Regions from separate parts of the Mus musculus genome. Here regions 1 and 3 are each linked to region 2. Evidence: chromatin contacts called from public promoter capture Hi-C data. All regions are on one chromosome and are shown on one strand. Each heading gives the region's core, a stretch centred on a gene start, on an enhancer-like site or on the middle of the called end of the contact. The rest is flanking DNA. Distances are from core to core; before and after follow the strand shown.

Region 1 (3,548 bases), core at 495-2,994, 980 kb before region 2:
CTATGGGCAGAAATGGGATGAGGGGACAATGGACTTGGGGGATGAGGAGGAAATTTAATTCTAGTTTTGAAATGAGGGGACTAAAAACTGCAGCCACTGAGGACCACAGAGCTCTACGATGTGGCCTGAGCTCCCTTCAGAGTGAAAAGGGGCCAGCAGCCATCACGCTTGACACACCTTGGCTCAGGATGCCCTGAGGTGTGCTGTGACTTCGGCCCTTCCCCTCCACCGTGTATAGGTTTAACAGTCCTGTCCCCTTCCCCATGATCCTATTGTTACAGTGAGAACTGGTCATACATCACCCTGGCTGTGACATTGGGTCCCAGAAATAAGCTCTGTCATTAGAGAGTTAGCGTGTGTGCCGTCTGCACTTTGGTGTCAGAACCAAGAGAAACTGCCAGTACTGAGACTTCCCTGCAAATAAAAATTTTAGAAATGGGAAGGAAAAAAAGAAAAAATCAATCACTCAGAACACGGAGGGGCCGCCTGATTGCGCATCAGAGTGTAAATACATTCTTTTCGCGTCAGGCTCTAACCCTGACAGCTTGTGACAAAATGCAAGGTAACTTCAAGTCAGAGACGTGAAAAGAAGTCTGGAGAACAGACAGTCCATTGGGGCAGGATAGTGCAGACCTTGATGAAGCTGGGTCACCTACAACTGAAAGGACAGCTCTCCGATGGCGAGCAGCCCTGTGTGTCGGCTGTCATAGGTGAGCGAGGAGACCTGTGCCACACGGCGGCTCTGTGTGCACCCTGACAGTCTTATGCAGAATTCACCAGATTCCTATCCATGGGATAAGAACAGCCTTGGGAATTTCAGTGCTTCTTTAAAGTAAGGAAGAAAGGACGCCACCTTCCCCCAAATGAGCTCAGGTGACATCCTCACGAGATTGTGACCTTGTAGGGTTATTACTTCCTGTGGATTGGATGAGAGAGCAGATGCAAGGTCCCCAAGTCCTGTATACACACCATATGGAGTTCCACTCTCCCCCCAAGAGGCACACAATTGATCTCTCTAACTCAGAAGGAGTGGACCTCAGAGGAGACAGGGGTGTGAGTGCTCTGTCGGGGACAGGAGGCAGGAAGCAGACAGGACAGCAATCCCCAGCCTCACCGCAAGCTAGTCTGTTTGGGGAGCTTAGCACCCATCAAGATGCCCGAGGTGAGGATCACGGGGGCTCTCATCTGCACGCTGGACCCGACCATAGTGGGGAAGCTGCGATTCCGTCGGATGCCACTGGGGCACCCCAGAGGCAGGCCCTCGGGGACCAGGCCCCCAGGGACAAGAGCCTGTGCTGGCCCTGTGGGTCCACAGAGGAGAGGTCCCTGTTCCTCAGTCAAGGTGGGGATACGGGCACGTCCTGAGTTCACCACTCTGGCCACCCCAAACCTCCTGACTTTGTCCACAAGGTTGAGGTTGGAGACAGACACATCTGTTTGGCTCTCGCTGCTCCGCACGGGCCTCTTTTCCCTCACCTCCCTCAGGATAGAGCTGGCCGGCTTGGAAGCCAGGAAGTTGTTGTAGGGAGGGCTCGTGCACTTGAACTCGAAGGAGGGCGGGGAGGCCGAAGGTGTCTGCATAGGGGAGTTTGGTGGGGTGGACGGGATCACAGCCATCCTAGGGGTGTAGGAGTGGAGGAGGGAGCCCCTGCCGGCTCTGTCCCAACTCTGGGGGTCGTACACGGCCGCCGAGATGCCTCGCTCCTTCAGCAACCATACCAGCCCCAGGGACGTGCTCATGGTTGTCGTGGACTCACGGACATTTGTGAAAGACTCAGCCAGGCTCAGTCTCCGGGGGGTGCATGGCGTGGCCACTGGTGTGGATTTCAAGTGGCTGGTACTGCTACAAGCCGGAGCTGGGGCAGAGTTAAGGCTGAAAGAAAGGGGGGGGGGCTGGTTATTAGTGAGAAAGAACCATCAGTGGCCCAGTCGCCTGCAGGGAGTGCAGAAGCAGCTTGGGGTAGGAGAAGACACTCCCTGCTGTGCCCTGTGGAGCCCTCTGCTCCTCATTTTGTAGGGGGGGGGGGTCTCTTACTGTGCTTCAAGTTAACAGGAAGCTACGCATGGTCCCTTGCTTACCCCAGAGCCGTCTGTCTCCTCTGTACATGGAGATGCAGACTCTAAGGTCAGTGGGCGTACTCAGGGCTGTACTTGGCTAGTGAGTGGACAATCCTGGACTTGAACCCACATGCGAAGCGGCCCCACGGCTGTCAGGTCATGACAGGAAGCAGACCCTTCAGCAACCAAATTACCCCAAATAGTTCTTTTTCCAAACCTTGATCTTTCAAACCTGGGCCGCGAGTTACGGGAGAACTTGTTACAGGAACAGCAAAAACGCAGCCAAGGCACAGGACTCAGCCTCAGCCTCAGCCTCAGCCCCGTGCTGTTCCTGCTCCCACTTCCCACTGTGCAAACACCTTGGGATGCAGTGGACTGGGATGCAGTGGACTGGTCAGGGCAGGGGAAGGAAACCACATCTAACATGATCAATCTGTCTAGGATTTGTAAGGTTCAAAGCCCATCAGAGTGTGTAGCGAAGCCATATTCGTCCATCTACCACGGCCTGATGACTGGGGAGACCTGGGAGGTCCCAGTATCTGTGATCCAGCTGGGAAAGCCACCAGAATGCAGGCAGCAGGGAGAAGTAGCAGTCTGTGCTCACAAAGCTGGCTTTCAGGGAGGTCTGCTCTGCTTCTGAGAGGGTGCAGAGGGACAAAAGAAAACCTACTGCCACTGCCTCGTGGGACTTCAGCCGGAGTGGTCAGCTTCCCTAGCAATAGGCCAGCTGAGCAGTCCCCAGAACTCAGTCATAGACCCCTCTCCCCAGGCTGCTCACGGGAGGCCCAGGCACCTTGGGCAGGCACCAACTAGAAACAGAAAGGGAACCGGGACCATCTGGAGAAGGCCCTTGGAATGATGAGAGACGGGCCCCTCCCTCCCTAGACAGAGAGAGATAGAGGTGCCATGTGACCCCACATTTAGGTAGTCTCCCCACCTAACACTGGCGGGCATGGGGTGGGAGCCACAGAAACAGCTCATCACACACAAGCTTGAGAGAGGAGATTCTGCAGAGTTGGGAGTACCTGGAGAGAGCACAGCAGATCTGGGGATAAGAAGGGGAGACTCGCAAAAGGCGCAGGAAAGGTTTTTATAAATGCTGAGAGTTGCTAGAAGGTATGAATGTTCTAGACAAGAAGGGAAATGAGTGTGGCCATTCCTATGAAGATTTTTAAGACTTCCCCCCACCCCACCCCCACCCGAGCTACATTTCTTCCCACCTCAGGCAAGACAGTCCCCTACCCCCTTACCCCTTGTAGCTCCCCTTACACCTGACTTCCAAGGTCTTTCTGCCCCGCCCCCCACATAGCTACTTCTGGGGTAAGACATACTTGGGGGCAGTCTGAGGCCTGTGGCTTCAACCCAAAGCATACATTTAGTTATTTGGCTTCACAAGGGACATCAACGTTCTGTGGCCTTTTAAAACAACCTCTTCTAAACAAAGTCACAGGCTGGGAAGCCAGCATCTCCCAGGGGCAGCAAGGGACAGA
Region 2 (4,016 bases), core at 665-3,164:
TTAAATGCAGAGGGTTAACTCTGACAGAACAAACACAGCTGCGCCAGCCGGCTTGACTGCACCAAGGAGCAGTGTCCTCCAGAACTAAGCGACTCTGTAAATGAATCTGGAGGCCACATGAGGGAAATATTAGGGGAACAGTAACAACTCATCGGCTCACATTCCTCAGAGAGGGGTAACCGACTCAGATGGAGAACAAAGCAGCTCTCCTGGCCCGAGCTCTGGCATGCACCCACTCCTCACGGTCACCTTTTTGAAAGCTTTCACAAGTTTCTTTTTGTCATAATCGTCCGCAATGCCCTGCACAGTGGTCAGCGTCTTCCTGCCGTTGCGCTGCTGGATCCTTATATGAATGTAGTCCTCAGTCCCTGCCGGGAGTAAGTCGTCGCCCTTAGTTGCATCAGCAAAGGGGTCTGTAGAGGAGCAGAAAAGTAGAAAACAAATTACAAAGTAGTATGTAGAAGCGTGCTCCACTCCATATCCAGACAGACCTCGGTGAGGCCTCCAGCACTCCTGCTCCATTTCTGCAGGCGAGGGTGGGGCTCACTGATAATAAGTTTTTCAAAGGAGAAAAACCTAAGCAGGCTCTGTATGCCGATATCTGAGCTTAAAAGTAGAGACCACCACTGTGGAAGCCACCAGCAAATGAGACAGAAAACATTTACGAAACCCTAATTTCATACAGCCTTCATACAGCCGCCACAAGAACATGCGTCACCGCCACTATTTTTCGACTACAACATTCAAAAACACCCACCCCAATTAGTTAACATAGTAACTGAGCCTTATAAAACACATATAAACATATACATGCAACCTCACGAGGTGTAATTTACAAAATGATTGCAAGCAGAGACAACAGGGCCACTTCCAAGTCAAATCAGAGGCCTCTCTCCTAAGTGTTTCAAACAGACGCCTCTGGGGGCTGCTTAAAACCAGCTGGGTCCAGCCCCACCCCAGCTCCGGTCAGTGACAGGTCTCTCTGGCACCCCCCCCCCCTCCAGTCCTGGCCGACTGAGTCGCAGATCCTCTAAGCCCTTAACTTCCCTTCCCTCCCAGCAAGGACTGAGCAAGGCCACCCCCCGCCCCCCATGCCCCAACACACACACACACACACACACACACACACACACACACACACACACTTGTGAGTCGTCTGAGAGTCACAGGTCTCGCAGTCACCCTAAAGCTGTCAGGTTCTCCAGCTTCTGGGCCCCACCCCTCCAGTCTCCTTGCAAAGCCCTGGCCAGCCCCGAGGCCACAAGAGAGATAACACCAGAGACTCCCAGCGTCTTGTCACTGTCAGGTTCCCTGCAAGCCCCTAGTCCTAGTCTCTGCAGCCCTGGCAAGTACTGTAGCTCCCTTACGGGTCTCTGAAGCCCCCGGCCTTTCTGTCAGTCCCCCCAGCCTCTGGCGGGTCCCCCTGCAGCCCTGGCGTGTCCCCCGACCGTCCTGTGAGTCCCCGAGACCCTTGTCTTCCTGCCAGTGTCAAGTTCCCCAAGCGCCTGCCGGTCGGGCCCTCGCCTCTACGGAGTCGCAGGCCCACTTAAGGCCGTGTCCGAGGCCCGGAGAGGGGCATCCCCCGGGCTAGGGTCGCGGGGAGCCCCCCGTCGCCATCTTCTGGGCGCCGAGACAAAGCCCAGAGGGACGCGGGCGGCGGCCGGCCACTGGCCCTTACCGAAAGATTGGAGGTTCTGGATAGTGGACATGCGACACTAGTGTGAGGCCGGTGAGAGGATAGAATTCCCGCGGGGCCCGCCCGGATCACCGTGTCAGGAGGCTGCAGCGGCGAGAAACGGAAATCAATGAAGCGGCGGAAGCCCGGGGCGCAGGAAGACGCGGAGGCGGCGGTGGGGCGCGAGCAGGGAGGCGGCGCTGCGGCTTCTCGCACAAAATGGCCGGCGCCGCGTATTTAGCCCCGCGCGCCGCCGCCACGTGACCGTCCGCACGCACCGCGCGTCCGCCCCGGAGCGCCGAGCCGGGGGCCAGCGAGGAGCGGGCGGGAGCCCACTGCGGGCAGCCGCGGTCCGTCCCGCCCGAGGCGCCGGGCGGAGGCGCTTCCGGGTGCAACGGCGAGAAACGTGCCCCCGGGGGTCTGGACTTGCAACCAGCGGGGACCGCGCTCTGCGCCTCCGCCGCCCTCCCCAGCCCCCAGGGTTCCCGAGACCCCTGAGTTCCTTGCAGAACCCTTGTGGGTGCCACCTGGGAATTCTCCCTTCCTCCAAGCCCCGGGATTCCGATGCTGCAGTCTCTACTAAGCTTAACCTGTTTGTCTCAGGTGTCACGACCTAGCCTCTAGCAGAGTCAGGTGTGCGTGGAGAGAACGCGCTACCATCCCGCCCGAGCTCTCCTCTGCGGAGCCTCCTAAGGTCGGATGCAAGTCCCGTGCAGGATGGGTGTCTGGTGGTTGCTAGGTGAGTGTGAGCGAGCAGATGAAGTAACTGTAAAGAGTAACCGTGCACAACCATCAGTGGACAGTGGAGAACCGTCTTAACCTATGTAAACCACCTATGCAGGTGGTTGGCTTTCTAGACCAAAGCAGTAGACTAAAAATTTGGAATTCTTAACCTTTTTGTAGGTCAAACCTGTTGCCTTCGTGTTGAAATAGTATTGGAGGCCTGATGCAAGACATTAGAAGCCATAGATAGCATACATACTATGTTTCTGTCTAGCAATCCATTCAACAAGATGTAGCAGTAGGTCCAATCGCTACTACAATTTCCTTTTTAAAAAGATTTTATTTTTATGTGGTTGGGTGTATGTACCATAGAGGCCAGAAGAGGGTGTCATATCCCCTGGAACTGGAATAACAGCTGGTTATGAGACCATGGGAACAGAACCCAGGTCTTGTGTAAGAGCAGCAACTCCTGGGAAGTCTCTCGAAGTCCATTACTGTAGTTTAAAAAAGGAAATGAATATCTGGAGTGTAGTGCTCATGTTTCAGTGACTTCTATTGTACAAAGTGGCCGCTCCTAATGTTTCTATGCATGGCCTGTTGCTTTAGGGTTGTAAAAATGAATACACTTGTATGCCCCTACATCCACCAGTCAGGTTTCAGGCACACTACTTACTCAGTTTTATTCTTATACCATGGTTTGAAAAACTCTAGCTTACGAATATTTGAATTAATAGTCTTGAGCATCTTCCACCTTCATGTAGGTCCTGGAGCAGGAACTCAGGTTGTCAGGCCATCAGCAAGCCTGAGCCACCTCACCAGTCCTTGAGAAGTTTTTAATAAATTATATAAATTTTCTGCCTGAAATATTAACACTATTTTCTAAGTAACTTAAAGAAGTCTACAAAGTAGTATAAGAAGCACAGACTACACAAAACATACGGTATAAATTACCACTCTACTACATGGTATGTTTCCCCCCTTTTCTTACTAGATATACCTTACCACTGGGTATTACGTGGTTTCTCAGATGGAGCCTAGGATGAGTGAGCCAGAGAAGAAAACTAAAACAGAAAAACCTTGAAGTTTCCCTGAAGACTGGAGCTGGAGCAATGGCATAGTCTAGCTGTTCTTTCAGAGGACTGCTGCAGGCCCCAGCTCTCAGGAGAAAGCAGCTCTCAACTGCCTACAACTCCAACTCCAGGAGGTCGGATGCCCTTTTATGGATTCTGTGGGTACCTGCACTCAGGTGGACATCACTCACATTGCAGACACACACCCCGAAAATTTCAAGGTCTCACTGTCACTATACCTGTTAGTAGAACGTATCCCTCCATTTAGAAGTAAGGCTTACATCAGAAGTACCCAAGAAAGCTACAAAAGTTTTAGCCAAGCAAATAAAAAAAAACTGGTTAAAGGCTCTTCTGTGTCTGCCCTCATGGACTTTGTGTTTAAGCCTCTAGTGTACAGTGCAAATCTACTGTTCACCCACAGCACGGAGCTCTTGCAGTATAGCTGGTCTAAATGGAAATGCAAGGGTAAATATAAAATATGCGCAGACTTCAAAAGATTCCAGTCCACCTGCTTTTACTTAAAAAAAAAAAAAAAACCCTACTGGAAA
Region 3 (3,711 bases), core at 1,098-3,597, 760 kb before region 2:
GGAGGACCAGGACAGTGGAGAGCGAAGTTGGGTGGCTCACCCCTGTGGGGATGTGATTCCCCTCATGGGGATGGTGTCTGAGAAGAGATAGCTAATGGCTGCTGATCATTACCCTTCAGCCCATGAAAGTCTTTCCTGGAGTGAACCTCAGGAATTTTGCTGTTCATCTTTTTAGTGGGCCAGTTCTCCTCTGTGGCTAGGTCACTCGGTGATTGGGACTAAATTAGAGATAACAAAACGGATGCACAGTTAAGAAGACACTGACTTACATGAGTGCAGGCCAAGCTCATACATGGATACAAGCTAAGAGCAAAGCCTCCAAGAGGGACGCTTCTGAGGGACCAAAGTGACAGAGTCATAGTGTGGCTAGTATCGAGAACCCTTACCCGTGAAACCCAGGAAATCACTCAGTCCTTCCCCTGAGAGTTAGAGAACAGTTGCAGTTTTTATAAACGAGTCTGTCTATGGATAGAGATAAGGTAAGATCTGTGCTGTTAGACGCCATTTCTGGCGTTTGTCGTGTGGTTAGATGCCACTTCTGCCGTTTGTCCTGCAGTTAGATGCCATTTCTGGCATTTGTCGTGCGGTTAGACGCCATTTTTGATGTCTTTGGTTTGTGCGGGAAGCTGGAGGCTGGAGTTCCAGGTTTTGCCAGCCACCCTACCGACCTGGATGTGTCTAACAGTCATTTTACCAGACTTGTAAAAGTGTGTGTAGATGTGAGTGGATGTAGCTGTATGTGGTTGGATCTGTACACATGCAAGTGTGAGCATGTGTGTCAGAGCATGGCCCCAGTGTTATCCTTAGACACACTGTCTATCTCTTCAGAGGGAGGTCCCTTGATCTGAGCTCATTGACTAGACTAGACTGGCTGGCCACGGAGCCCCAGGAAGCCTCAGCCGTCACTTGCTGAGGGTCAGGATTGCATGTGTGGCTTCAGACTCACGTCCTCATGCTTGCAAGGCTCCCTGTCTCCCCAGCTCTTGACCCGAAAAGATTATTATTATGGTCATTGTCATTACTGTTCTTATTGTAGCAGTTGTTCACTGACATGGTTATGTCTCCCTGGGTAGAGGCCAGCCAAGTAGCGCATCGCCTCAGAGCCGAGGTGGGGTGCCTTTTTGTTAACTGTCATGTAGTGTTTCCTCCTCATCCCGGCCCTGAGTTCTCTGTTCCTCTGCTTCTCACTGGATGTCTGCTCAGCCCTCTCCACCTCACACGTGCTCCCTCTGCTTCCTTCCCTCCACAGTGGAGAAGTTGCTGGTCCTCAAGGACCAAGACTGGAATGACTTCCTGCAGCAGGTGTGCTCCCAGATCGACTCCAGCGAGAAGAGCACAGGGGCGCTGCGGGCCAAGCTGAACCTCCTGTGCTACCTGTGTGTGGTGGCCACGCACAAGGAGGTGGCCACCAGGCTGCTTCACTCCCCGCTGGTAGGTACTGCAGGGTAGATGGGCCTCCCAGGGCCCCACCACCTACTCTGTGTGGTTGGCCTCTGTATTTCAAAGACATGTGAACAAGAGCTTGGGGCCGAGTGATGATCAGCTCAGTAGTAGAACAGAACAGGCAATAAAAACAATAGACCAAGGATATGTGTGTGTGTGTGTGTGTGTGTGTGTATGTGTGTGTGTGCATGTTAGTGTGTGTATGTGTGTATATGTGTGTGTATGTGTGTATGTGTGTGTGAATATATGTGTGTGTGTATGTGTGTGTATGTGTGTGTGTGTGTGTGTGTGTGTGTGTGTGTGTGTGGTGGTAGAACAGGGGATCCCAGAGCCTTACCCAGGCCAGGCAAGGGCTCTGCCACTGAGCCACATCCCTGACCCTAGTTTTTATTTTGAGCCACCGTCTCTGAGTTCCCCAGGCCTTGAACATGTTCTGTAGCTTAGTTAGATCTTGATCATATGATCCTCCTGCCTCAGCTTCCCAAGTTGCTGGGATTATAGGTCTGTGCCACCATGTCCAGATGGATACAATCGTAATCTGATTTAATTACAAAGAATAAAGTGATTTATTTTTTTATGAAAAATTTTCTCATGAAGGTTTTGGAATCATCATCAACTTCCTTGAAGCAGTTGTGTGGATGGTGGTTTCGAACTGTGGACATTTTTGTTAAGTGTTGGCCGGGAGCCATTGTACCTGTCTGTAATCAGGAGATGGAGCTCTGTGCTGGAGTAAACTCGGGTGGCTCCTGCTCCAGGCCACCTGGACAAATGCGAGGGTTTCCGATGTGTGAAAGGACAGAAAGCCGTACAGCATTCGCTTCCTGTTCTCCTTGGCGGGCCTCACTGGTGACTGACTGGCCAGGGTCGGCAGAGCTCCTCAGGCCAGCCGCTGGAAGCTGCGACTATGGCACTTCCTCAGGCGGGCCGCTGGAAGCTGCGACTGTGGCACTTTCTGCTGAGCCCCTGAAGTCAGCCTGGAGGAGTTTCAGTTCATTTTGTTCCCTCCCTGTGAAGGTTGCTGTGTGTCTGTGGGGGGTGGGGAGAGTAGTTAGTAGGACAAATCGAGAACATCTTGCTCTTAATTTTTTAAAGATTCATTTTATCTTTTTTTTTTTTTTTTTGGTTTTTCGAGACAGGGTTTCTCTGTGTAGCCCTGGCTGTCCTGGAACTCACTTTGTAGACCAGGCTGGCCTTGAACTCAGAAATCCGCCTGCCTCTGCCTCCCGAGGGCTGGGATTAAAGGCGTGCACCACCATGCCCGGCTGGATTCATTTTATCTTTAAATTGTGTGTGTGTGTGTGCACATGTGCATGTTACATCAGGTGCTCTTGGATGCCAAAAAGAGGGGGTCAGTTCCCCTGGAGCTGAAGTTACAGGTGATTGGTGCTTATAAACCTCTATGTGGGTGCTGGGAATTGAACCTGGATCCTCTGCAGAAGTAGCACCTGCTCTTACCTGCTAAGCTGTCCCCTCCATTGCTCGGTTCTTACCACTTCTTCTTCTTCTTCTATTTATTTTTTTATTTTATGCATATGAGTACAATGTAGTTCTCCTCAGACACATCAGAAGAGGGCATTGGATCCCATTACAGATGGTTGTGAGCCACCATGTGGTTGCTGGGAACTGAACTCAGGACCTTTGGAAGAGCAGTCAGTGCTCTTAACCCCTGAGCCATCTCTCCAGCCCCCAGTTCTTACTTCTTATTTATGTTTATTTTGCTGGCACACTGGCTGAGGTTCCATGTCTGTCAGTGGTCACCTCCCTGGAGGGAGTCTCACTTACCCCAGCTGTGTAAGTTTCCCTGCTAATTCACCGATTGCTTTGGATGTTGTTCTGAATAAAACTTACATTTTGATGTTTTTCTTTTTTAAATTCTAGTTCCAGTTGCTAATCCAGCACCTGCGGATAGCTCCTAACTGGGATATGTAAGTAACCTTCGTATTTTAAAGCACATTCTTTGTGATTTTGTAGTTATTGCCAGATACCTCATCATAAGCACAGTCCTAAGTCATCCGAAGTGAGCCTGCGGTAACCATGAGACACTCGCAGCCACTGCCTGTTGTCCCAATGTGGAAGGCTGTCCCTTCTCTGGGTGTCTATTGTGAGATCGGCCCACCTTTGGGTTTTTCATCTTGTGCCTGCCTCCGACACCTCTGTCTTCCTCCGGTGGCAGGAGTTTCCCCACGGTATTATGGAAACTGATGGGACAATCATGCACGGTGCTCATGTATGGGAGCTGCAGGCTCTAGGCTCCTCTTGCTGGGGCTT

The links. Promoter capture Hi-C pulls out the DNA fragments that hold promoters and counts their contacts.
Region 1: a promoter capture Hi-C map of stem cell-derived epiblast-like cells shows a contact between it and region 2, with 4 times the contacts expected there. The contact joins the enhancer-like site here to the promoter of Eif1b in region 2. A contact is called at or near these places in 4 of 39 promoter capture datasets (hippocampal neurons, liver and stem cell-derived epiblast-like cells), 3 of 484 Hi-C or Micro-C datasets (the N1E-115 cell line and embryonic stem cells) and 3 of 115 datasets of contacts at active chromatin or transcription factors (cardiomyocytes, embryonic forebrain and embryonic midbrain).
Region 3: a promoter capture Hi-C map of the HPC-7 cell line shows a contact between it and region 2, with 16 times the contacts expected there. The contact joins the enhancer-like site here to the promoter of Eif1b in region 2. A contact is called at or near these places in 9 of 39 promoter capture datasets (the 3T3-L1 cell line, the HPC-7 cell line, cranial neural crest and 5 more), 4 of 15 datasets of contacts at CTCF or cohesin (embryonic stem cells, large pre-B cells, pro-B cells and 1 more), 88 of 484 Hi-C or Micro-C datasets (the AML12 cell line, B cells, the Ba/F3 cell line and 49 more), 12 of 115 datasets of contacts at active chromatin or transcription factors (astrocytes, bone marrow-derived macrophages, craniofacial prominence and 9 more) and 1 of 9 other capture datasets (embryonic stem cells).

The regions. Positions count from the first base shown.
Region 1 is chr9:121,470,562-121,474,109 of GRCm38.p6, reverse strand. It overlaps Trak1 (trafficking protein, kinesin binding 1), which reads right to left. Exons shown (of 16, transcript NM_175114.3): 16 at 1-1,873. The coding sequence ends at 1,111. Among named protein-coding and RNA genes, the nearest start is that of Gm51661, 17 kb to the right of the region's middle. Within about 2 kb of position 1,744, at least 7 of the 459 cell types and tissues checked have an H3K27ac peak or open chromatin away from gene starts, as enhancers often do. A contact at or near this core is called in stem cell-derived epiblast-like cells, where this site is marked.
Region 2 is chr9:120,490,504-120,494,519 of GRCm38.p6, reverse strand. It overlaps Eif1b (eukaryotic translation initiation factor 1B), which reads right to left and starts at 1,914. Exons shown (of 4, transcript NM_026892.3): 1 at 1,679-1,914; 2 at 250-413. The coding sequence starts at 1,709. It overlaps D830035M03Rik (RIKEN cDNA D830035M03 gene), which reads left to right and starts at 1,939. Exons shown (of 2, transcript NR_166642.1): 1 at 1,939-2,414; 2 at 3,390-4,016.
Region 3 is chr9:121,248,582-121,252,292 of GRCm38.p6, reverse strand. It overlaps Ulk4 (unc-51-like kinase 4), which reads left to right. Exons shown (of 37, transcript NM_177589.3): 15 at 1,250-1,431; 16 at 3,322-3,368. Among named protein-coding and RNA genes, the nearest start is that of Gm34735, 20 kb to the left of the region's middle. Within about 2 kb of position 2,347, at least 16 of the 459 cell types and tissues checked have an H3K27ac peak or open chromatin away from gene starts, as enhancers often do. A contact at or near this core is called in the HPC-7 cell line and bone marrow-derived macrophages, where this site is marked.